Linked DNA regions of Mus musculus: all the other regions are linked to region 7. Evidence: chromatin contacts called from public Hi-C, HiChIP or PLAC-seq and promoter capture Hi-C data. All regions are on one chromosome and are shown on one strand. The core of a region is the stretch at or near the end of the contact, and the rest is flanking DNA. Distances in the headings are between cores, read along the strand shown. Region 1 holds the start of Mettl7b (methyltransferase like 7B). Region 2 has its middle 17 kb from the start of Erbb3. Region 3 holds the start of Dnajc14 (DnaJ heat shock protein family (Hsp40) member C14). Region 4 holds the start of Gdf11 (growth differentiation factor 11). Region 5 holds the start of Sarnp (SAP domain containing ribonucleoprotein). Region 6 holds the start of Suox (sulfite oxidase). Region 7 holds the start of Mettl1 (methyltransferase like 1).

Region 1 (2,700 bases), core at 190-2,689, 1.9 Mb before region 7:
ACTGAGACACTAAGGGAGACTTCAGGCATATGAGGGAAAAAAAGAAACCAGGACTTTAACAACATAGGAGTTTATACTAGGATGCTGGGAGAACCCCTTCATCAATGCCAGCCCTGACCTGGTCGTGAACTTAACTGTACTGAGTTGTCATCACGTTCCCAAGGACTCTTGGGGCAGCTTCTTGCTTCTTACCCCCACTCTCCATAGGTCATACAAATGCAGGAGCATGGCAGGACACTGGAAGTCATGTAAGGACCCCACACCGCTTCTTTCTCCTTGTTTGATACGTAAGAACATTCTCACAGAGCTCATAGCCAAACCAGGACTAATCTCAGGTCTCCAGATTCTTTCACTCCCTGCCTGCCCTTTTTGTTTCTTTCCTTCCTTGTCTCCTCCTTTTCTTCTACTTATGTAGTCTAGAGGCCTTGAATTTGAAATGAGTATTCATCTAAAAAAAAAAGTGTCTTCTTAGAGCCAGTGAGATGGTTGAGCTAGCTAAAGTGCTTTTTGTGCACGTCTGCAGACCTGGGTTTGACCCCCAGAACCTACATAAAGGGGCAAGGAAAGAACCGACTCCACAAAGCTGTCTTCTGACCTCCACATGCTCACCTTGGTACATATCGTACACACATGCATATGTACATGCACACACACACACACACACTCATAACATTAAAATCAGAGTTTGTTGAGATGAATCAGCAGGTAAAGATGTTTGCTGACAAACCTGACAAACTGAGTTTAATCCTTAGCACTCATGTGGTGGACAGACAGAAGCAACTCCCAGGAGCTGTCATTTGACCTCCACAACTGCACCATAACACACATACACTCAAGAGCATACATGGAATGCATATATGCATACATACATAAATTTTTAAATACACTATTTCACAGGTTTTTTTAATTGCCCTCTTTCAGTTCAGGGCCTCGAGCACCAGCACTCTGTAGCTGAGGCCTGTTTTCAGCCCCAGAATCTTTCTTCTGATCAGTAACCTCCCTCCTTCTCATAACCATCAGGCCTAACCCTGTACATTCTATTTGGCCATCATTTACAACAAAGGCATTTTGCTGATTATAAAATCCCAGAGGGTGTTTCTAGCTTGCACAACCTGAACAGATCTGAGAACAGTAAGTCTGCTCTGCTCCCAGCTTTTGGCCCCCATGAGGCTGTGATCTGAAACATGCCCCCGCACCTGGCCCCCTTCCTGCTTCCTCTGAGGCAAGCCAGAATACTCAACTATCTTCTATAATACAGCAACACAGGCACTGCCTTGATCCTTCACCGACATAAAACTTGTTGAAAAGCCAGTGACACTGTATGACCCATGATTCTAGAAGAATACATGCTCCACCCATTAAAAGAATTACCAGACAGGAGGCAAAGAGCAAAGTCCTATCCGAGGAGGAGGGGAGACTTACATCTGCCAGCCTGGGCAGAGGCAAAACTCTAGTGTTCCACGAGACGCTCCACCAGGAGCTGGTATCATGGATGCCCTGGTTCTATTTCTGCAGCTGCTGGTGCTGCTCCTGACTCTACCTCTACACCTACTGGCTCTGCTGGGCTGCTGGCAGCCTATATGCAAAACCTACTTCCCTTACTTCATGGCCATGCTAACAGCCAGGTCCTACAAAAAGATGGAAAGCAAGAAACGGGAACTATTTAGCCAGATAAAAGATCTCAAGGGGACTTCCGGCAACGTGGCCCTGCTGGAGCTGGGCTGCGGCACCGGTGCCAACTTCCAGTTCTACCCACAGGGCTGCAAGGTCACCTGTGTGGACCCAAACCCCAACTTCGAGAAGTTCCTGACAAAGAGCATGGCTGAGAACAGGCACCTCCAATATGAGCGCTTCATTGTGGCTTACGGAGAGAACATGAAACAACTGGCTGACAGCTCCATGGATGTGGTGGTCTGTACCCTGGTGCTATGTTCTGTGCAGAGCCCCAGAAAGGTCCTGCAGGAAGTCCAGAGAGTCCTGAGGCCGGTGAGTAGACCAGGGAGGGTATAGGCCTGGAGCAGGTAAGCATAGTAGGGCAACTCCAAAGGACGCTGATGTAGCCCACCACCTGACAGCTGAACACACCATCAGAATGGCCTGTTAGGCCTGTGCCTCTGCTGACGGTTGGGAGATCTGACCATGAAGGAGCACCGTAGGTTACTATGGAAACACAGGGGAGTGAGGAAAGCTAGAGAAGACACCAAAGGTGGTGAAGTTTAAATTGATGTCTAAGAAGTTATCATGGTGTGGAGGAGGTGGAGGGGGAGGCTAAAAGTGTTCTAGTGGAGGATGCGGTGGGGGAAATAAAACTCTTCAAGTAGAAGTGTTGGGGGAGTCGAGTCTATGAGAGTTTGAGCAGGGTGTGGAAAGAGAGGAATTTAGGATGATTTCTGAAGTTTCTGGCTTGCACAACTGAAGAGGGCGTGGATGAATCGTCCACTTGCTGGAATGGAAAAACTGTTCTGGACGTGCTGGGTCTCAGGATCCACTAAGACATCTGTGCAGAGAAGCCACGCGGGGCATCAGAAGTTCAGGTCTGGAAGTCAGAACAAGATGTGGTCTAGAGAATGAGCTCTGGACCCGGTGACTTTTCTGCAGTTTCAGTATGGGAGTGGACAAATTCCCTAGGAAGAGCACACTGGGGGAAAGGGTCTGAGGAAGTCCTGTTATAGCCAGAAGTCCTGGGATGTCTGGGTTATG
Region 2 (2,834 bases), core at 243-2,742, 1.6 Mb before region 7:
CCAGACTAGCCAAACTGGTGAGCTTTGAGTTCAGCAAGAAATGCCTCAAAATACAAGGAAGATCTCAATATCAGTGGTGGCTACACACATGAGCTCACGGTGGGTGGTGCATACAGAAAGGTGGCTACATACATGTGCATACAGAAATACACATATGCATGTACATGACATACCCACACCTACACAAAGTCAAGCAATCTTTGAATTATTGTAAATATTGCCATTTAATAAATTTTATGGCCCTGCGGTGGTGACACATGCCTTTCATCCCAGCACTCGGGAGGCAGAGGCAGGAGGATTTCTGAGTTCGAGGCCAGCCTGGTCTACAAAGTGAGTTCCAGGACAGCCAGGGCTACACAGAGAAACCCTGTCTTGAAAAAAAAAACTAAATAAATAAATAAATAAAAATAATAAAATAAAATAAATTTTATAGGCAGGTATGGTGTTGAATATCTTTAATCCCAACACTTAGAGGCCAGAGGCAGGAGATCTCTATGAATTAGAGGTCAGCACGGTGAGTTCCAGGAGAGCCAAGGCTAAACAGAGAGACACTGTCTCAAAACAAACAAAACAAACCCCCCTACTTCTTTCCATACAATATATTTTGATCATGTTCCTTCTTCTCTGAAGCGGAAACGTCTAGTTTTGGAAAGTCAATTATGTCAAATGATGTTTTGCTGGGGCACACAGGTGAAAAGATTGTCTTGCTAAAGCAGACATGGTAAAGAATGTTTTCCTGAAGCAGGCACAGGTGAAAGGATGTTTTGCTATAGCAGATACGTGAAAGAATGCTGAGGAAGGAGTATAAATATGATCCCACAGACAGTGGGAGACGAGCACTGAGAATTGGTTTGGTTTTGCTCCACCTCGCTACTCTTCACTAACCCTGTCTCGGAAAAAAAAAGTCCTTCCCCCATATGTCTTCCTCTTTTTAAAGAATTATTTATTTTATGTATATAAGTACATTGTAGCTACTTCAGACACAACAGAAGGGGGCATCTGATCACTTTACAGATGGTTGTGAGCCACCATGTGGTTGCTGGGAATTGAACTCAGGACTTTCAGAAGAGTAGTCAGTGCTCTTACCCGATGAGCCATCTCTCCAGCCCCCCCGTCTACCTACCTTTCTTTCTTTCTTTCTTTCTTTCTTTCTTTCTTTCTTTCTTTCTTTCTTTCTTTCTTTCTTTCTTTCTCTCTCTCTCTCTCTCTCTCTTTCTCTCTCTCTCTCTCTCTCTCTCTCTCTTTCTTCCTTTCTTTCTTTCTTTTTTCCTTTTCTTTTTCTTTTTCTTTTCTTTTTTTTGAGATAGCATCACAGGCTGGATAGAATCACAAATAGCCCAGGCTGGCTCAGACTCTCCTTTAGCTGAGAATGACCATGAATTCCTGCCTCCACCCCCCAAGAATGGAATTCTAGGTATGTCACACTTACTCCAACTCTACAGTTGATTTTTTAAAAGTGTGCAGCCCAATTTGATAGCACTGGGACCCAGCCCTCAGGGTGGTGGGTGGGGGAGGAGGCACCAGGATCAGGAGTTCAGCCATTCTCCATCCTTGGATGCATCAAACGTTCAAGGTCAGCCTGTGCTGCCTGAGATCTTGACTCACAACAAGCAAAAGCAGCACTTCAGGTTGGAACATAGCTCAATGAGATCACCTACTCATGCAGGAGGCCCTGGGTCTGATCGCCAGTGCCCTTATAGACAAATACAAAACAAAACAAAAAAATAAAAAACAAAAACAAAGTTTGGAATTACCTCAGTGGTAAAGCACTTGCTTAGCATTTGTAAGGTCCTGGGTTTAGCCCTGAACAGTCCTCGCCTCTCAGAAGATTAATGTTTTAACAGCTTTATTGAATATAATAGGAAATGCAGTGATGGGTGCTAAGCACAGGTAATCCCATGGAGGGAGGGAGGGAGGGAGGGAGGGAGGGAGGGAGGGAGAGAGGGGGATATTTGCAGTGTGCAGGGGAGGAGAACTGAGACAGCTCCACAAAGCCACCCATTGTCAAGTCTGACAACCTGAGCCAATTCCAGAGCCCACATAGTAGAAGGAGAGCTTCCATGTACATGTGTGTACAAAAATATATTCTTAAATATTTTGGGGGGTTGGGGATTTAGCTCAACAGTAGAGTGCTTGTCTAGCAAGCACAAGGCCCTGGGTTCAGTCATCAGCTCTGAAAAAAAAAAGATAAAATAATATTTTTCAATGTTGTTGTTTGTTTGTTTGTTGTTTTTGTTTGCTTGTTTGTTTGAGGCAGGGTTTTTCTGTGTTGCCCTGGCTGTCCTGGAACTCACTCTATAGACCAGGCTGACCTTGAACTCAGAAATCCACCTGCCTCTGCCTCTCAAGTGCTGGGACTAAAGGTATGTGCCACCACTGCCTGGGTCAATGTATTTTTTTTTTTTATGCACATGAGTGTTCTGCCTTCTTGTGTGTATGTATGTATGTCCAGCATACATACATAGACAGAAGCCAGCTTCTGTATGCAGGTAAGTAAGAAGGTAGGCAAGGCAGGCAGGTAGACAGACAGACAGACAGACAGAAGCTCCTTTAAAGCAACAATTGGAGTTCCCCACTGAAATTTCTGGGCAGAGCAGAGTATCCTCTCTGGTGAGGCTTTCAAGCAAAAGAACAAACAGTCACTGTCCTGGCTGGTTTTGTGTGTCAACTTAGCACAAGCTGGAGTTGTCCCAGAGAAAGGAGCCCCCCTTGAGGAAATGCCTCCATGATCCTGCTGTAAGGCATTTTCTCAACTAGTGATCAAGGGGAGGAGGGGCCAGCCCATTGTGGGTGGTGCCATCCCTGGGCTGGTGGTCTTGGGTTCTATAAGAAAG
Region 3 (2,700 bases), core at 149-2,648, 1.8 Mb before region 7:
CTGACATAGTTCCTCTACTCCCCACAGTCCCAGGCCTCTGCGCTTATCTGTCTGACTTCTTTTTCGGGCCAGCCGATGACGACCTGGGGCCTTGGGTTCTCTGCGTCCACTATCCCGAACATCCTCCTTGATCAGAAAACGGTGCTTCTGCCTCCGGGACAAGGGTTTCTTTCCACTGGACACACGTGAAAAATCACTGGGAAATTTAAGAGGTTCCTCATCATCATATTCTTCTTCCAACTCTTCATCTTCCCCCAAGGCTGGAGAGGTGCAATGGTGGCAAAGGCTGCTAGAAGAGCCATCTCCTTCCTCGGAGTAAGTTCCTTCGGGGACTCCAGGGCTTCCCTGGCAGTTACAAGCAGATGGAATGGAAAGAAAAGAAGGACTCCCATCCTCCTGGTACCCAGTCTCATTCTCTCTTGAGAGTTCCTGGTCCACTCCTGACTCTTCTGAACCTGTCTCGCTCTCATCAGGGTAGCCTCCTCCTCTAGGTGGTCCTGGACCCCTTGGAGGACCATGGCTTGGATCTGACCAGTGGGCTGGATTTGGAGGCTGTGTGTACTTAGGGCCGGAGTGCTCTTTGAGGCATCGTGTACCATTAGGAGCAGTCTCTGCTGAGTCCCTGAGTCCTGAGAATGAAAGTATTTCGGGGTCCACAGAGGATCCTGATGTACTGAGGGAGGTACCACCACTGCGGTGGGCTCCACACAACCTTCTTTCTCCCGGGTGCTTCTGGGCCATGACCCCGGGCTTCCTGAGGATTTTAGGTCACTGCCATCATTGCCTGTAACAAAGATATCAAGTTGGGAATGGTCAAGGATAGAACCAAGAGTTAAACAATCTCAAAATGACATATTCAATGTACCCACTCCCCAGGCAGTGTTAGCTCAAATTCGCTATCCCTAACAATAAACGTGAGTTAGGCAGACCACAAACCTGCTTGCACCAACCCGGACCTCAGAAACCCCCTTACTCCCGAAATCTTAATTTTTTTTTCTTCTTCCTCCAAGAAGCTAACAATCTTCAATCTGAGAAATGGGGGGGAGGGGGGGTGCCGCAAAGGGTGTGGTCGGGGCGGCGGGGGGGTGGGGGGGTAACTCTTAGGAAAAAAAAAAAAGACTGCCTGAAAGAGGGAGGCCGCAATCTGTCAGAAAAGGGTGGGGACCGTGCAGGGCTAGAGGAAAAGCTGAGGGCGGAGCTTCGAGGTGCCCCTGCAAAAGATTACCCGAGAACCCACCGACGGGGTACCAGGGGCGAAGGCGACGTACCGAGCAGCAGCGGTAACTCCTCCCTCCTCAAGCAGCTGCGCCTGAGGCCAGGGGGAGCTGCCAGGGGGAGCTACAGGAGCAGCTCCCCCGGCTCCGCCTCCCGCTCACGCTCCGCTTCCGCCTTCCGTCCCCGCCACGGCCGCTTACTTCCACTTCCGGGGTCACCGGGGGGGGGGAAAAGGTCGCGAAGGGAAGAGAAAAGCGCTTAGCCGAGGCTCTCACTTGCGCGGCGGGCGCGGAGTCAATCGAGGAGGCGGTGCTAGAGCATCCGGCCCCACCCCTTAAAGGGCCCTCCGCCTCCACGCAGGTCCCGCCGTAAGCGAGCTGAAGCCTGCGAACTGTACTCCTCGTCGTCGCTGCTGAAACGGAGATGAAGGGCGGCTGCCGAAGCACACACCGTCTTTGGCGTGCAGACAGACACCCAGGGCACGCAGAGGAGCCAGCGACCCTGCTCGCCCAGACCCTTCCCTGTCGGCTGTCCAGCCAAGAGGTTGCGGAGAAGTGTGTGTCCCGGACTAGCTAGCCCCCTAAAGAGACGCGACACTTCTCCTGGACCCAACTGGCGAGCTTCCACGCCGCCGATCCGCCCCCTGTGAACGCGGCGTAAGGGCCGGGCCAGGGAATGCGGCTAGGGGTACCTGGTTCCACGGAGCTCAGAACCTAGTCCAGCGTAACAGAACCCCGCACTCATCTGCGTGCTGCTTTGCATCTCATTTACATAGTAAGCTTTGGGTCGAAGCCAGCACGCTCCCCAACCCCTACGCAGACCCTGATGGAACCTCTCGTCTGCACTCCTTTAAAGCCTTACAGTTCTGCCAGTGTCCCTGCCAGGCCCGTCTTGCTCCACAAGTTTTTTTTTCCACCCATGAACACCCCCACCCAGCACTAGTTAAAAACCCTTCTCCGGCTCCCGACCACCCGGTTCCCCAGAAGACAATACTCCAATTCTCTGGGAAGTGGAAGAAACCAAGTTGGACCAGCGGGTGCTTTGGGACCCTATTTGGGCTTTGAAAACGTTAAGTTGGTAATTAATCTCCTTAGCATTCAGAGACCTTCCGTCTTAGTCTTGATGGGCGTCACAAAACTCTTCATTGCTATGGTTAGGGGGCGTCCCTCCTCCTAGATTAGAGAAGTGGGTAGCCTGGGTTCCCCCACAGACAGAGGTAAAGATTGAGGGGGCCCGCCCCGTGATGTCATCCTCCCCCCCCCCCACCCCATACACACTCCCTGTCTCCTTCCCCCACACACACCCCCGCCCCCAAGCTAATTGCATTTAGCTCCCTGGGTTTGGGCTCCGACTTGCCTGAGTTTAGGGAGCAACAGAGCACAGTAGCCCAAGGGGGTGCCTGCGGCCAACAGCCACCCGTGTGCCTAGGACCTCTGGGCTGGAATGAAGCTGGAGGTCTAGGAAAGCAATTCCACCCCTTTGCTC
Region 4 (2,700 bases), core at 63-2,562, 1.8 Mb before region 7:
ATTAGACATCTGAGTATAGACCCTGCTCTTACCCTTACGCCTAAAACTTCAAGCTTTCTCAGACATGTAAGACCTTACAAACACAAAGACGTAGCTAGGAACCCAGAGAGAGGGTCCAGATTCCTCGCCAAGCACCACTTTCAAGCCCTACCTCATCCCTCATCTGGCTCTTCCCCTCATGGCTCCCACCCTTTCCAGCCCGATCACGATCACTCTCTTTGTTCTATTAAACCTCAATCTCAAGATCACAGGCCTCCTAGATAGTTTTCTTCCGGGCTCAGTACTTGTCAACTTCTCAGCTTGTCCCTGGCCTCTTCCTCTCCTGACCGCCTTCATCCCTGTGATAAATCAGCCTGATGTTCCATTTTATGGGTTCTTTAAACATCCTGGGCTACCTCTGGTAGCTGAGGCTATTCTTCACATCTCCACCTCTTCCCCTTGGGTGTCTCTTTGCGCTCCAACCAAGGCTGACTTGTGTGTGTTACTTCCTCCCCTGGTCTTTTCTCTGCACCTGCCTCCTCAGGGGTTGCTACCTCCAAGGTATCCCCTGTCTCTGCCTCTCCCTCTTGCGCAGGGTACCATCAGCTCCCTCTGACCCATCCGTTCTCTTGCCCACCTCTCCTGCTCTCTCCTGTTCGACTCCGTAGAATTCGGTTAGCCACCCCTCTTTGCGCTCTACCTTTGTCTTTGACTCTCTCCACTCTTAACTGTCCCACTAGTTTTTCTGGTCGTCTTCAGTCTTCGCTCTTGCTCTCTAGCTAAGTCTCTCCCTTCTGTGACTTCTTTTCTCTCTTTTGTCTCTCCCTCTTCCCTTCCTATCTGGGTATCTTTGGATCTGCCTCTTCCCCCACCCCCAACCCCTACCCACCGCTCCGTCTGTCCCCGATCTCTCTGACTCGGTCCCTCACGGCCTCTCCCCCCCTCCCCCTCATCTTTCGGTCTCTTCATCTTTCTCTGGACCCGTGCTCGCTCGTGTTCTCTCTCTCTCTCTCTCTCTCTCTCTCTCTCTCTCTCTCTCTCTTTTCCTCGGTTCTCTCCGGCTCCCTCTCTCGCCTCGGATGACAGCGCTACCTCTTTTGTTGGCTCCGCAGCCAATCGCGGCCGCTGACGACACGGGGGCCGGGGCTATAAAGGGCCCGGCCCGGGCTTGGGCCCCCCCAGCTGCCCGCCCCGGCCGCCCGCCCGCCCCGCCCGTGCGCCCGCCGCCCCCGGCCCCCGGCCCCCCCTCGGCCGGGCAGCCCCCAATCCCGCGCCGCCCGGACCCCCTCCTCCTCCCTCTTCCCTCCGCCCCCTCCCCGCGGGACTCCGGCGTCCCCGCCCCCCAGTCCTCCCCTCCCCTGCAGCATGGTGCTCGCGGCCCCGCTGCTGCTGGGCTTCCTGCTCCTCGCCCTGGAGCTGCGGCCCCGGGGGGAGGCGGCCGAGGGCCCCGCGGCGGCGGCGGCGGCAGCGGCGGCGGCGGCCGGGGTCGGGGGGGAGCGCTCGAGCCGGCCGGCCCCGTCCGCTCCGCCGGAGCCGGACGGCTGCCCCGTGTGCGTGTGGCGGCAGCACAGCCGCGAGCTGCGCCTAGAGAGCATCAAGTCGCAGATCCTGAGCAAACTGCGGCTCAAGGAGGCGCCCAACATCAGCCGGGAGGTAGTGAAGCAGCTGCTGCCCAAGGCGCCGCCGCTGCAGCAGATCCTGGATCTGCACGACTTCCAAGGCGACGCGCTGCAGCCTGAGGACTTCTTGGAAGAGGACGAGTACCACGCTACCACCGAGACGGTCATAAGCATGGCCCAGGAGAGTAAGTGGGCTGCGGGGTGCGCGCGGTGCGGTGCAGTCCGGGAAGGACCCGGAAGCCCTTTCTGCGAAAACTTGACGGATTGGGGAGCCGGGCCACTCCACACAACTTTTTGAGCGGAGAAGATGGGCAGCGGAGTTGAGTGCACGCCCCGTTCTAGGGTGGGGGGGTGGAGGATGGCGCGTTGGGGGAGGGGGGCCAAACCAGGCAGGTTGTGAGCTATTGCTTTCCATCCCTTGTGAGAAAAAGATTCAAGTTGAAGTAGTCCTAGAAACTGGCACCCTACAGTGACTTTTCTGGAGCGTTAGGTGGGGAGCTTCCGTGACCCGTGCAGTCTCAGCTGGGCCGCAGTGCCATCTTCCCACTGCTCTGGCACCAGCATCAACTCCTTGCCCGGTGCTCCGGAAGGCGCCCACCGGCTTTCGGAAAAACTAAGTGTTCCTCTAAGGCCATGGCATAGGACCCAAACCCGGTGTACGTCTCAGCAACTCAGCTGACACCTCTCCTTTCTGCACCTGATCTCGCACTGGGTATCCCCTAGGACCTAGAAGAGCTGTTCCTTCCTGGTACCGAAAGAGCTCAAATAACTCAACTCCACTGCGCTTGCCACTTAACGAGTATCATTTGGTTACTCTCATCTTAGCGTGCTCACTCCCTGTCCTACCCACAGCTGGAGCCAAAGAAGACCCAGGGAGAAAGAACTAGATGAGGGGGATGGGAGAACCCAGGCATCCGAGCCCCTGGCCAAACGGAGGATGAACACTCTGATAGACAGGAGCGGCTTTGAAATTTTATGGCCTGGAAAATCCAGGCCAATACTACCGCCCCCACTGCCTTCTCTCCCTAGGGTCAGGTGACTCCCTTTCCCCTCCCCCACTGACTGTAGTCCCCCCCCCCCCCAACTCCAGGGAACCAGGCTT
Region 5 (2,700 bases), core at 163-2,662, 1.8 Mb before region 7:
ATTCTTCATAAAAGGAATTACTGTCCTTACAGAATAATAATTGAAGGGCAAGTCTACATACAAGAAAAGAACCTCGGGTTACCAAAATGTACAACTCAATAGATCCTGTGGTTCAAGAATGTTATCAAGAAGTGACACCAAGGCATCCTGAAAAGATGTCTCAGTTGTGAAGAGCATTTACTGCTCTTCAGGACCCAAATTATTCTACTCTCAGCACCCACATCAGGCTGCTCAAAACTGCCTGTAACTCCAGCTCCAGGGGATCCAACACCCTCTTCTAACCTCCAAGAGCATGCATCCATCATATACTCACACAGACACACGGAAATAACAAAAATAGACCCAAAAAGGGAGTTGGGGGTGACATCAAGAGAGCTGGGATCCTTCCCAAAGGTTAAAAGGACAAACAAAATCCTAAGGTTTTCAAACATACTTCATACACCTCTCATATTACAGCTATCTACCCTACACGTTCTCTCTCTAGAGGTAGGATAGTCAGGGGAGGGAGGGCAGGTCATTGAGAACCTCCTGAGAAAACTCGAAAAACTTTTAGGATTGATGTGTTTGCCATCTTACAACCTTTTGGAGAAGCCTCTACCCCAGGTTTCCACCGAGAAACCTATCTTAAGGCCTCTCCTCTCCTTGATTTTAAAAATTCGAGTGCGGGGTCTTAACCCCACCTTGTTAAAAGAGAACGGAAGCACTTTCTGGGTTATGTTTGGGACATATTCAGCAAAACATGCAAAAATGCCACTATATGTTAACTGAGGAATTCCAGCTTTGGGACAAGAGGAGTGACTACATCAATCCGTTGGGGGGCGGGGGGGACGGACAAACAAACCATAACTTTGGGTCAGCATGGGACACGGGGGAAGGACCACTGACGTAATGAAGATTAAATGAGAAAGGGGTATAAAAGATAGAAGGCGCTTCACAGCCGAGCAGGGAAGGGTGGCAGGTAATAAAAACAATGAGAAGAACAGGTAACAGCAGGTAAACACCAGGTAACGATAGCGATAAATTACTGAGGAGAAACGAAGTTCAAGGTAGGCCTAAGAAAGGAGGCACAAAACAACAACGGGAGCCAGGAAAGAAGTGTAAGCGGGCGCCTGACAGGAAAACACGTGGAATAAGGCCGCGCAGGGCCCCGCGTAGAATTTAGGCTCCAGGAAACCCCACCTCAGCCTTCCCCGCGTAACGGTACCTTCAGCTTGTGGAGCTCCACCGTCTCGGCCGCCATCTTGATGCGCCTCAGTCCACCGGACCCCCACCGCTGGCCCCCACCTCAGGCGCTTAGGCTCATCCAACCAATCGCTGTTTCTCTTGCTCCCACCTCACACCAACGGCTCTTCCCATTAGTCAGCGGCGGCGGCGCTCTCACGCCTCTTGGCCACTTTCCACGGCTCTCTAAAAAGGTGGATCCAGGGGAGGGCGGGGTTTGCATGGCCTAACGAGAGAAAAGGCGACCAATTGTACGTCTCCATTGCGTAACCAACCAATGATTGGGGACAGCGCGGATTCTGTTCCGCCAATAGGGAGAGCGCAGACAGGGCGAAAGTCGGCCACTTCCTGGAGACCACAGGTGTAAGAGCCAGCGCTGTGCCCCAAGCCGGACGGGCTCCTGAAGCTGGCAGGTATGGGCCCCGTGAAACTTTAAAAAGTTACAGAGAGAAATCGGTGGGAGTATTGGGAAGGGCGGCGAAACGACAACCTTAGATTCGAGAGATCCCGTGAAGAAAGTGACATGCGAAACTGGGACTCTGGGAGGAGCATGGGCGGACTCTGTAATTGATTTGGGGAATTGTGGGACAGGCAAGAGCGGGTTAAAACAAACAAAACAAAAAACAAAAGTAGGCATTAGAGCTTGCAGAAGTTTAAAAACTAAAACCGCTCCTAGAAGGGAAGGACTCCCATTTCTTGAGGGACTGAGCTCAGACCCCTTCCTAGACTAATTTAAAAATTGGGTAAGTTTTTGCAGCGCCCCACGTTCAGTGAAGGGATGAAATTGCTTGGCTGCTGACAATGCCAAGCGGGTGAGAGACAGGATGGACAAGCCCCAGGAAAAAAGGATGGGAACTAGAGGTAGCTTTACTCTCAGTGCCTTCTTTATTGGTCCCTTGATTAACTGAATAGCTTTCTTGTGGAACTCTGGGTATGTGTGACCTCTTTATAATTCACTAACTTCCTCAAGAAAGTAAATTAAAATACTCCCGATTCCTCCGATCCTTCAAATAGGTCTCACAGTCTAAACTTACTGCTTTATATTTAGTTGAAATGTAAAGATCTGAGTAAAAACCCCACTTGTGTGAGTATACACACTAACAACTGAAGGTACGGAAGTCAAAAGACAGCTTTCCGGAGTTGGTTATCACCTTCCACTGCATGGGTCCTGGGGATCCAACTCAGGTCTTTAGGCATGGTGACAAATACCTTTTCCACCTTAGTCATTTCGAAGACCCTCTTGCCTTTTTGTTTGTTTTGGAGAAAGGTCAAACAGTTCTCATGCCTCAACCTCCTAAATTCAGGGATTACAAGCATGAGCCACCACACCCAGCTGCTTCACCTCTTCTCAAGTTTTAACAAAGTGTTCAGTTTTTCCTTTTTTTGCATGGTAGGGAAATTCTTTCATTCCCAAGACTTCAGGGGATTTTGGCTTTTCAGGAGACAGCTGGGGAACAAGCTCAATCAGGGCTAATGAGG
Region 6 (2,772 bases), core at 77-2,576, 1.6 Mb before region 7:
TATTTTCAACAACAGGGCCTGGATGTGCCCTTTACATTAATCCCAGCACTCTGGAGACAGAGGCAGGCAGATCTCTGTGAGTTCCAGGCCATCCTAGTCTACACAGTAAGTTCTAGGACAGTCAGGGCTACACAGAAACCCTGCCTCAAAAAATAAAAACAAAAACAGAACCAACCTTTCGGATGATAATCTGCAAAGGCTGAAAACCTTTCCACTCCCAAAAACGTTAGAGTCAATATCACCTATTCACTATCACGTCCCCTTTTCTGAGTACACTTCCCTGTTCAGGATTCTTAGCCCAATTCCTCAAAAAACAAAAACCAAAAACAATCAAAAAACATAAATGGACAAAGATGAACTTCCAGATGTAAAAGTTTGTTCTAAGTTGATGCGACTGTAGCTCAACCCTCTGGTCTCTAGAGGGCAGTCTATGAATGTTTGTTCCCGGAGCCCAAAGTGAATGTCAAAATTTCAATCTCTAGTAAATGATTAAGAGTAATAGCAAATTTTTCTATCATTGTCCTTTACCTTTTATATACAAGACTACAATGTTTATACTTTTGTTAAACTGCCCTTTTTTCTTGTTTAAGTAGACGCTTTTTAAAAAATTCATCACGCAGACTTTGGTGCATGCTTTTAAGTGAGGTACTCGAGGCAGAGACAGACAAATCTACCTCCGGAGTTCCGGATCAGCAGGGTCTACAAAGCTAGATTCAGACCAGCCAGAGCTACATAGTGAGACCTTGTCTCAAATAAAACATGGTTTTTCGGTATTGCTGTTTTCACACTTCAGAAATCCACTCTGGGAATCGTTGAGCCACTATTTTGGGCATCATTTCTGCCGTTATTCCTGGCCTTGCTTTCCCTAGGACTCAACGTTGCAACACCGAACTACCGAGGCGCGGGACAAAACCCTGGGTTTTCCCCGGGAATGTGGTCCCCATTCTCGTGGCCACCTTTCAAGGCCTTGTCACCTTCCACTGTCTAGATACAGAGCATCAGTTGTGCCTCACAATTCCCTACGGAGCTGCGGTCTGCTCTGGTCACCAGTGTGTGACCCCGGTCCCCGGGAGGCAGAGGCCTGTACCATCCAGGACCCGGCGACGCCCCGCCCCCCAGCTTCGCAACCCCGCGACCCGGCGACCCGGCGACCCGGCGACCCGGCGACCCGGCGACCCGGCGACCCGGCGACCGGGCGACAGTTGACAGTCCTCGTCAAGAGCAGCTGCAAAGCTAGGGGCCAATAGCTGCGGAGCCGGCGAGGGGCGTCAGGACGCCTGCACAAACTGTACACGTCACGGCCGAGCCCCGCCCCGCCCCGCCCCTCCGCTCTGGGCCGCTCTAGCCCTGCACGGGGCGGGTGAAATTGTTCCGCTGCCGACATCCAGCCGGGTAAGGGGACTGCGACCGGGAGAGAAAGGAGGGAGGGCAACGGTGGGACCAAGGCGGCCAGTGCCGCCAAATCTTGGAGTAACTTGGAGCAACCTCCAAATCTTAGCAGTAGCAAAAGAACCAGTATCTCCATATATGATGTCGGTGTGCTCCTGGGGTCGCAGGCTGGTGTTCTGTCCGAATTCTGGACAGACACACCCTCCTACCTAAAGTGTCTCAGAGAGTAAGGACTACTCTTGCACCACGGAGTAGCATTTCGGTATTTAGCAGGCCGCTCCTCCCAAACCTGGAACGGGGCTGGTAAAAAGCAGGTTGCTGAAATTAAGAGTAGATGGCAGGAAGAGTAGGGATCCCCGTGGCCCAGGCGTAAAGAGGAGAAAAATTCGCCTTTTCCATCTTCCTTCGCCATTTGTAAGAGTCCCATCCCTAGCATCTCAGCAACCAGCGGCTTCTTACTACTCTCCACTTTGACCATCCTAGGTCAGAGAGGCACTAGGTTGTGAGGAAGACACCTCAGCAGGACAGAGAGCAGAAAAATTAACTTCCTTCTCTAGCCCATCCCCTGACACCCTGGCCATTGACTCTGCTCAGTTTGCTGAGATCACTAGAATGCCATAGACTACGAGGTCAGGGTGGAGACTCTGAATTGAGGTTCAGTTCTCAGATGGGGTATTTATTTTAGAAGGGTGGAGGGAGAAAAGAGGAAAGGTCTGAGTGAATGTTATTACTTGTTTACTCTTCGTATCAGTTCCTCTGGGTAGAGATGAGGATACAAGTTCAGAGAGGCCCGCTGTGTTGCCATGGGAGCTGGTTAATGACAAGGCCTGGTTTTGCAAACCCCAGGCAGTTTGCTTCCAGGATTCTGGCTCCTTCACCCCATTAGGTTGCAGCCACCTCTTGTCTGTTTTCATCAGTCTCAATTTAGAAGTAATTATAAAATAGGGGCTGAGGATATGACTCAGTGGTAGAGTTATAATATTCTCAAGACCTTAGGTTCAATACACAGCATCATTAGAAAAAAAATTGGCAAACCTCTAATCTGTCCTTTAGTCCCTTTGCCTGGGGCATTGTTCTTTCTAGAAGCCTCTGTACCTTTCCATCCCCACTCCACCCCCATTCCTTTCGGCACAGTGTGTCTCTGAAGTGCTCCAAGTGTACTCTTAAGAACACATTTGGACCATGCACTCTCAGGTCTCCCAAACATGGGGTTTTCTTGGTTTGAAACCTAGAATCTATCTTCTTGTTGTAGGTCTTGCCACGATGCTGCTGCAGCTATACAGATCCGTGGTTGTGAGGCTTCCACAGGCCATCAGGTAGGTTTTCCCAAGCCAGTACTTATCTCCTAGCCTATCTCATAATTATCTTATCTGGTAGATATTT
Region 7 (2,700 bases), core at 75-2,574:
TCCCTGTCCCAAGAAAAGGGCCAGCTTATTACCTAACAAGCCACCATAGCCACAGCCTATGTCTGCAAACTCCACTTGGGCCCCAGAGTGCTTTTCTTTCTCATCCTTTGGATCATCATGGCTCTTATTTTGAATAAGCGGAGCAAAGAACTCTGGGTAAAGCTCAGACCAGTCCATTTCCTCTGGCTTCACAGGGCTATTAGAAAGAAGACATGAGACACATGAGACTGTTGTACATACCAGTGCAGACATTTTGTGTAAGAGTTGGGGGGGGGGTGGTAGGCTTAGAAAAAAACTCTGCATGCAGGGACCATGTGGTATGTAGAAGGTGTAATGGGAAGTCCCCTGGCTTCTAGGGTGTGAATCAGTCCCATCATGAGGCTATGGCTGCAGATCTGCCAAGTTCTTCTGGGTACTGATGTGTGTAAGGTTTTCCCAGAGACTGACTGCCTAAGGCACTGGAGCACTACTTTGTTTATGTATATTTTAAAATTTTTATTTACCCGTGTATTTTGCATTTTATGTGTATGAGTGTTCAGTCTTCATGCACACCAGGAGAGGCAATCAGATCCCATTAGAAGTGGTTTCCAGCCACCATGTGATTGCTGGGGCCTCTGGAAGAGCAGTCAAGCGCTCTTAACCACTGAGGCATCTCTCCAGCCCTCTTTGTTTATGTATTTTGTGTGGCGAGGATGGAACAAGGAGTGGCCAGGAGTGTGTATATATGTTTATCTTTTTATAAATTAAAAAACCCAAATCGGAGCCGGGTGTAGTGGTGCACACCCTCAGGAGGCAGAGGAAGCTGTATCTCTGTGAGTTCGAGGCCAGCCTGATCTACAAAGTGAGTGCCAGGACAACTAGGGCTACACAGAGAAACCCTGTCTCCAAAATCCAAACCAAATTAAAAAGAAAAACCGGAAGGTGGAAATGACAACTTGCTTCGCTTCATTTTGGCAATAGTTTTTCCCCCCTCTTCCTAGATCTGGCTGGCAAGTCCACCCAGACTTTAAGTCTCCAACACCGCGACCCCTCCCAGCCGGCCAACTCCGCCTTCTGCCCAATCTCCCTAAGCCATCCTCAGCTGACGTGTCACCCGGACAACCCTCCCCGCTCCATCGCAAGTCCTAGCGGTGGCCCCTGCGCGACCGCCTTCCCTCCCTCCCGGACCCCGCCGGGCCCGCTCACTAGCGCAGTGTGTGGTCTGCCATGGGGTTGGAGTGGGCGCGCTGCCGGTAGTAGCGCTTCTGCGGCTGGGGGGCTTCGGCTCCCGCCATCATGCCACGCAGTCCACGTGGAGAGCCGAGCTCGCGGCGCGAGGTGATGACGCAGCCCGCGGACCGCCAGCGGGCCCCGCCTTTTAAAGAGCGAAGAGCAAATTCTGTAGCACCGTAGGGAAAGGACCCTGAAGGGAGTGGGAGGGGAAACCTGCGCCCTGCTATTGCTAACCGTGCTTTGGGGAGGCCAGCTCCGGGCACCCCGCATCCTCCCTTGGGTCGTTCTGGCCTAGTCTGGGTTCTCAAATGCCCACAGGTACCTGTGCGCCCCACAGGTGAGCGGGATGTGAGGGACCCGCCTCTGACAGTAAACTCAAGCATCATTTCTTCTCTCTCCGGGTGGTCTCAAACCAAGTCTGGCCCGTATGGTGTTGTGTGGGTCCTGTTCTGTGTGCGCCAGGTACCCGGGCTCGGGGGTCATCCCCATCCATCTCTAGGAAGTCCAGCTGGAGGAAGGAGAGCGAACTGGGGAGGCGGGGCCCGGTGCCTGGGAGCAGCCCATATGGCTGGCAGTCCCCAGCCTCAACCCCGCACCGATAGAGGGGATCCGAGCGCTGGCCGGGGTGCTCGGGGACTCTATCTGCCGGATGGCCAGCTCTCGCACCGATCCGGAAACTGAGCCCGAATCCGTGTTCCCACGGGAGATCCGGCTCTTCACAGACTCTTACTCAGAGAGCAGCCGGTTCTGCTTCTGTGGGCACGAGCTGAGCATCACGCAGAACTTTGGGTCGCGCCTTGGGGTGGCGGCACGCGTGTGGGATGCGGTGAGGAATGGGCTGCCCTAAGTGAGGGTCCCTGAGAGGTCCAGTCCCCGGACCCCGGCTCTCCCATATGGAGACACCGTTCTGACAGTTTCCCACTTTCTTTTTCCCTTCCTCATAGGCTCTGAGCCTGTGTGACTATTTCGAGAGTCAAAATGTGGATTTTCGAGGCAAGAAGGTGATCGAACTGGGCGCGGGGACGGGCATCGTGGGAATCTTGGCGGCGCTGCAGGGTGCGTGAGCTGGCATTGCGGCGGGAGGAGGGGAGCTGGAGTGTGGAGAAGTGAGGACGTGGATTCCTGGGGGTGGGTAGAACTCAGCTCAGTTCTTTCCTTTTAACAAACCTCTATTCTCCTGCAAGGCAGACAGCGCTGACGAGTGTTCAGAACACTCAAGCTAGTTGGCTTCAGGGTACCTGAAACAAATAAGATAGGCTTTCCGTGAAAAAAAAAAAAAACTGGAGATGCTCTTTCGCTAAAATGCTTGCATGGATTTTCTGAAGGAGAGACCTAGGACAGTGAACCTCATCAAAGATTTGTAGCTTTGTTATGTTAGGATCTTTTAAATATCTTTTTCTTTCCTTTCTTTTTTTTGGGTGTGTGTGTGTGTGTGGGTAGGGGGTGTGGGTGTGGTTTTGTAGTCTGGTTGAGACAGGCTCTCTTGTT

What was found. Promoter capture Hi-C pulls out the DNA fragments that hold promoters and counts their contacts. Hi-C and Micro-C count contacts between places; a contact is called where the count stands out from the background. HiChIP or PLAC-seq counts read pairs in DNA pulled down with a chosen protein or histone mark.
Region 1: a promoter capture Hi-C map of liver shows a contact between it and region 7, with 6 times the contacts expected there. The contact joins the promoter of Mettl7b here to the promoter of Mettl1 in region 7. A contact is called at or near these places in 2 of 39 promoter capture datasets (embryonic stem cells and liver) and 1 of 115 datasets of contacts at active chromatin or transcription factors (pancreatic cancer cells).
Region 2: an H3K27ac HiChIP or PLAC-seq map of embryonic stem cells shows a contact between it and region 7, with 5 times the contacts expected there. The contact joins the enhancer-like site here to the promoter of Mettl1 in region 7. A contact is called at or near these places in 5 of 39 promoter capture datasets (hippocampal neurons, liver, neutrophils and 1 more) and 2 of 115 datasets of contacts at active chromatin or transcription factors (embryonic forebrain and embryonic stem cells).
Region 3: a Hi-C map of B cells shows a contact between it and region 7, with 6 read pairs. The contact joins the promoter of Dnajc14 here to the promoter of Mettl1 in region 7. A contact is called at or near these places in 2 of 39 promoter capture datasets (embryonic stem cells and liver), 1 of 484 Hi-C or Micro-C datasets (B cells), 1 of 115 datasets of contacts at active chromatin or transcription factors (stem cell-derived neural progenitor cells) and 3 of 9 other capture datasets (adipose tissue, liver and macrophages).
Region 4: a contact with region 7 is called in a promoter capture Hi-C map of neutrophils, with 4 times the contacts expected there. The contact joins the promoter of Gdf11 here to the promoter of Mettl1 in region 7. A contact is called at or near these places in 7 of 39 promoter capture datasets (cranial neural crest, hematopoietic stem and progenitor cells, liver and 3 more) and 1 of 484 Hi-C or Micro-C datasets (B cells).
Region 5: a Hi-C map of B cells shows a contact between it and region 7, with 10 read pairs. The contact joins the promoter of Sarnp here to the promoter of Mettl1 in region 7. A contact is called at or near these places in 7 of 39 promoter capture datasets (the 3T3-L1 cell line, embryonic stem cells, liver and 2 more), 1 of 484 Hi-C or Micro-C datasets (B cells), 2 of 115 datasets of contacts at active chromatin or transcription factors (the NIH/3T3 cell line and bone marrow-derived macrophages) and 2 of 9 other capture datasets (adipose tissue and liver).
Region 6: an HNF4G HiChIP or PLAC-seq map of pancreatic cancer cells shows a contact between it and region 7. The contact joins the promoter of Suox here to the promoter of Mettl1 in region 7. A contact is called at or near these places in 1 of 39 promoter capture datasets (embryonic stem cells), 1 of 484 Hi-C or Micro-C datasets (B cells), 3 of 115 datasets of contacts at active chromatin or transcription factors (embryonic stem cells and pancreatic cancer cells) and 2 of 9 other capture datasets (liver and macrophages).

The regions. Positions count from the first base shown.
Region 1 is chr10:128,959,727-128,962,426 of GRCm38.p6, reverse strand. It overlaps Mettl7b (methyltransferase like 7B), which reads left to right and starts at 1,439. Exons shown (of 2, transcript NM_027853.2): 1 at 1,439-1,986. The coding sequence starts at 1,489.
Region 2 is chr10:128,605,354-128,608,187 of GRCm38.p6, reverse strand. No RefSeq gene overlaps it. Among named protein-coding and RNA genes, the nearest start is that of Erbb3, 17 kb to the right of the region's middle. Within about 2 kb of position 1,492, at least 17 of the 459 cell types and tissues checked have an H3K27ac peak or open chromatin away from gene starts, as enhancers often do. A contact at or near this core is called in embryonic stem cells, where this site is marked.
Region 3 is chr10:128,804,252-128,806,951 of GRCm38.p6, reverse strand. It overlaps Dnajc14 (DnaJ heat shock protein family (Hsp40) member C14), which reads right to left and starts at 1,398. Exons shown (of 7, transcript NM_001359825.1): 1 at 1,269-1,398; 2 at 1-784. The coding sequence starts at 741. It overlaps Tmem198b (transmembrane protein 198b), which reads left to right and starts at 2,505. Exons shown (of 5, transcript NM_178066.3): 1 at 2,505-2,700.
Region 4 is chr10:128,890,330-128,893,029 of GRCm38.p6, reverse strand. It overlaps Gdf11 (growth differentiation factor 11), which reads left to right and starts at 1,312. Exons shown (of 3, transcript NM_010272.2): 1 at 1,312-1,783. The coding sequence starts at 1,345.
Region 5 is chr10:128,820,476-128,823,175 of GRCm38.p6, reverse strand. It overlaps Sarnp (SAP domain containing ribonucleoprotein), which reads right to left and starts at 1,412. Exons shown (of 11, transcript NM_025364.3): 1 at 1,205-1,412. The coding sequence starts at 1,240. Ormdl2 (ORM1-like 2 (S. cerevisiae)) reads left to right here and starts at 1,547. Exons shown (of 4, transcript NM_024180.6): 1 at 1,547-1,634; 2 at 2,662-2,700.
Region 6 is chr10:128,672,472-128,675,243 of GRCm38.p6, reverse strand. It overlaps Suox (sulfite oxidase), which reads left to right and starts at 1,326. Exons shown (of 4, transcript NM_173733.3): 1 at 1,326-1,392; 2 at 2,642-2,705. The coding sequence starts at 2,653.
Region 7 is chr10:127,040,556-127,043,255 of GRCm38.p6, reverse strand. Mettl1 (methyltransferase like 1) reads right to left here and starts at 1,324. Exons shown (of 6, transcript NM_010792.1): 1 at 1,186-1,324; 2 at 33-196. The coding sequence starts at 1,277. Eef1akmt3 (EEF1A lysine methyltransferase 3) reads left to right here and starts at 1,862. Exons shown (of 3, transcript NM_001205036.1): 1 at 1,862-2,038; 2 at 2,157-2,268. The coding sequence starts at 1,862.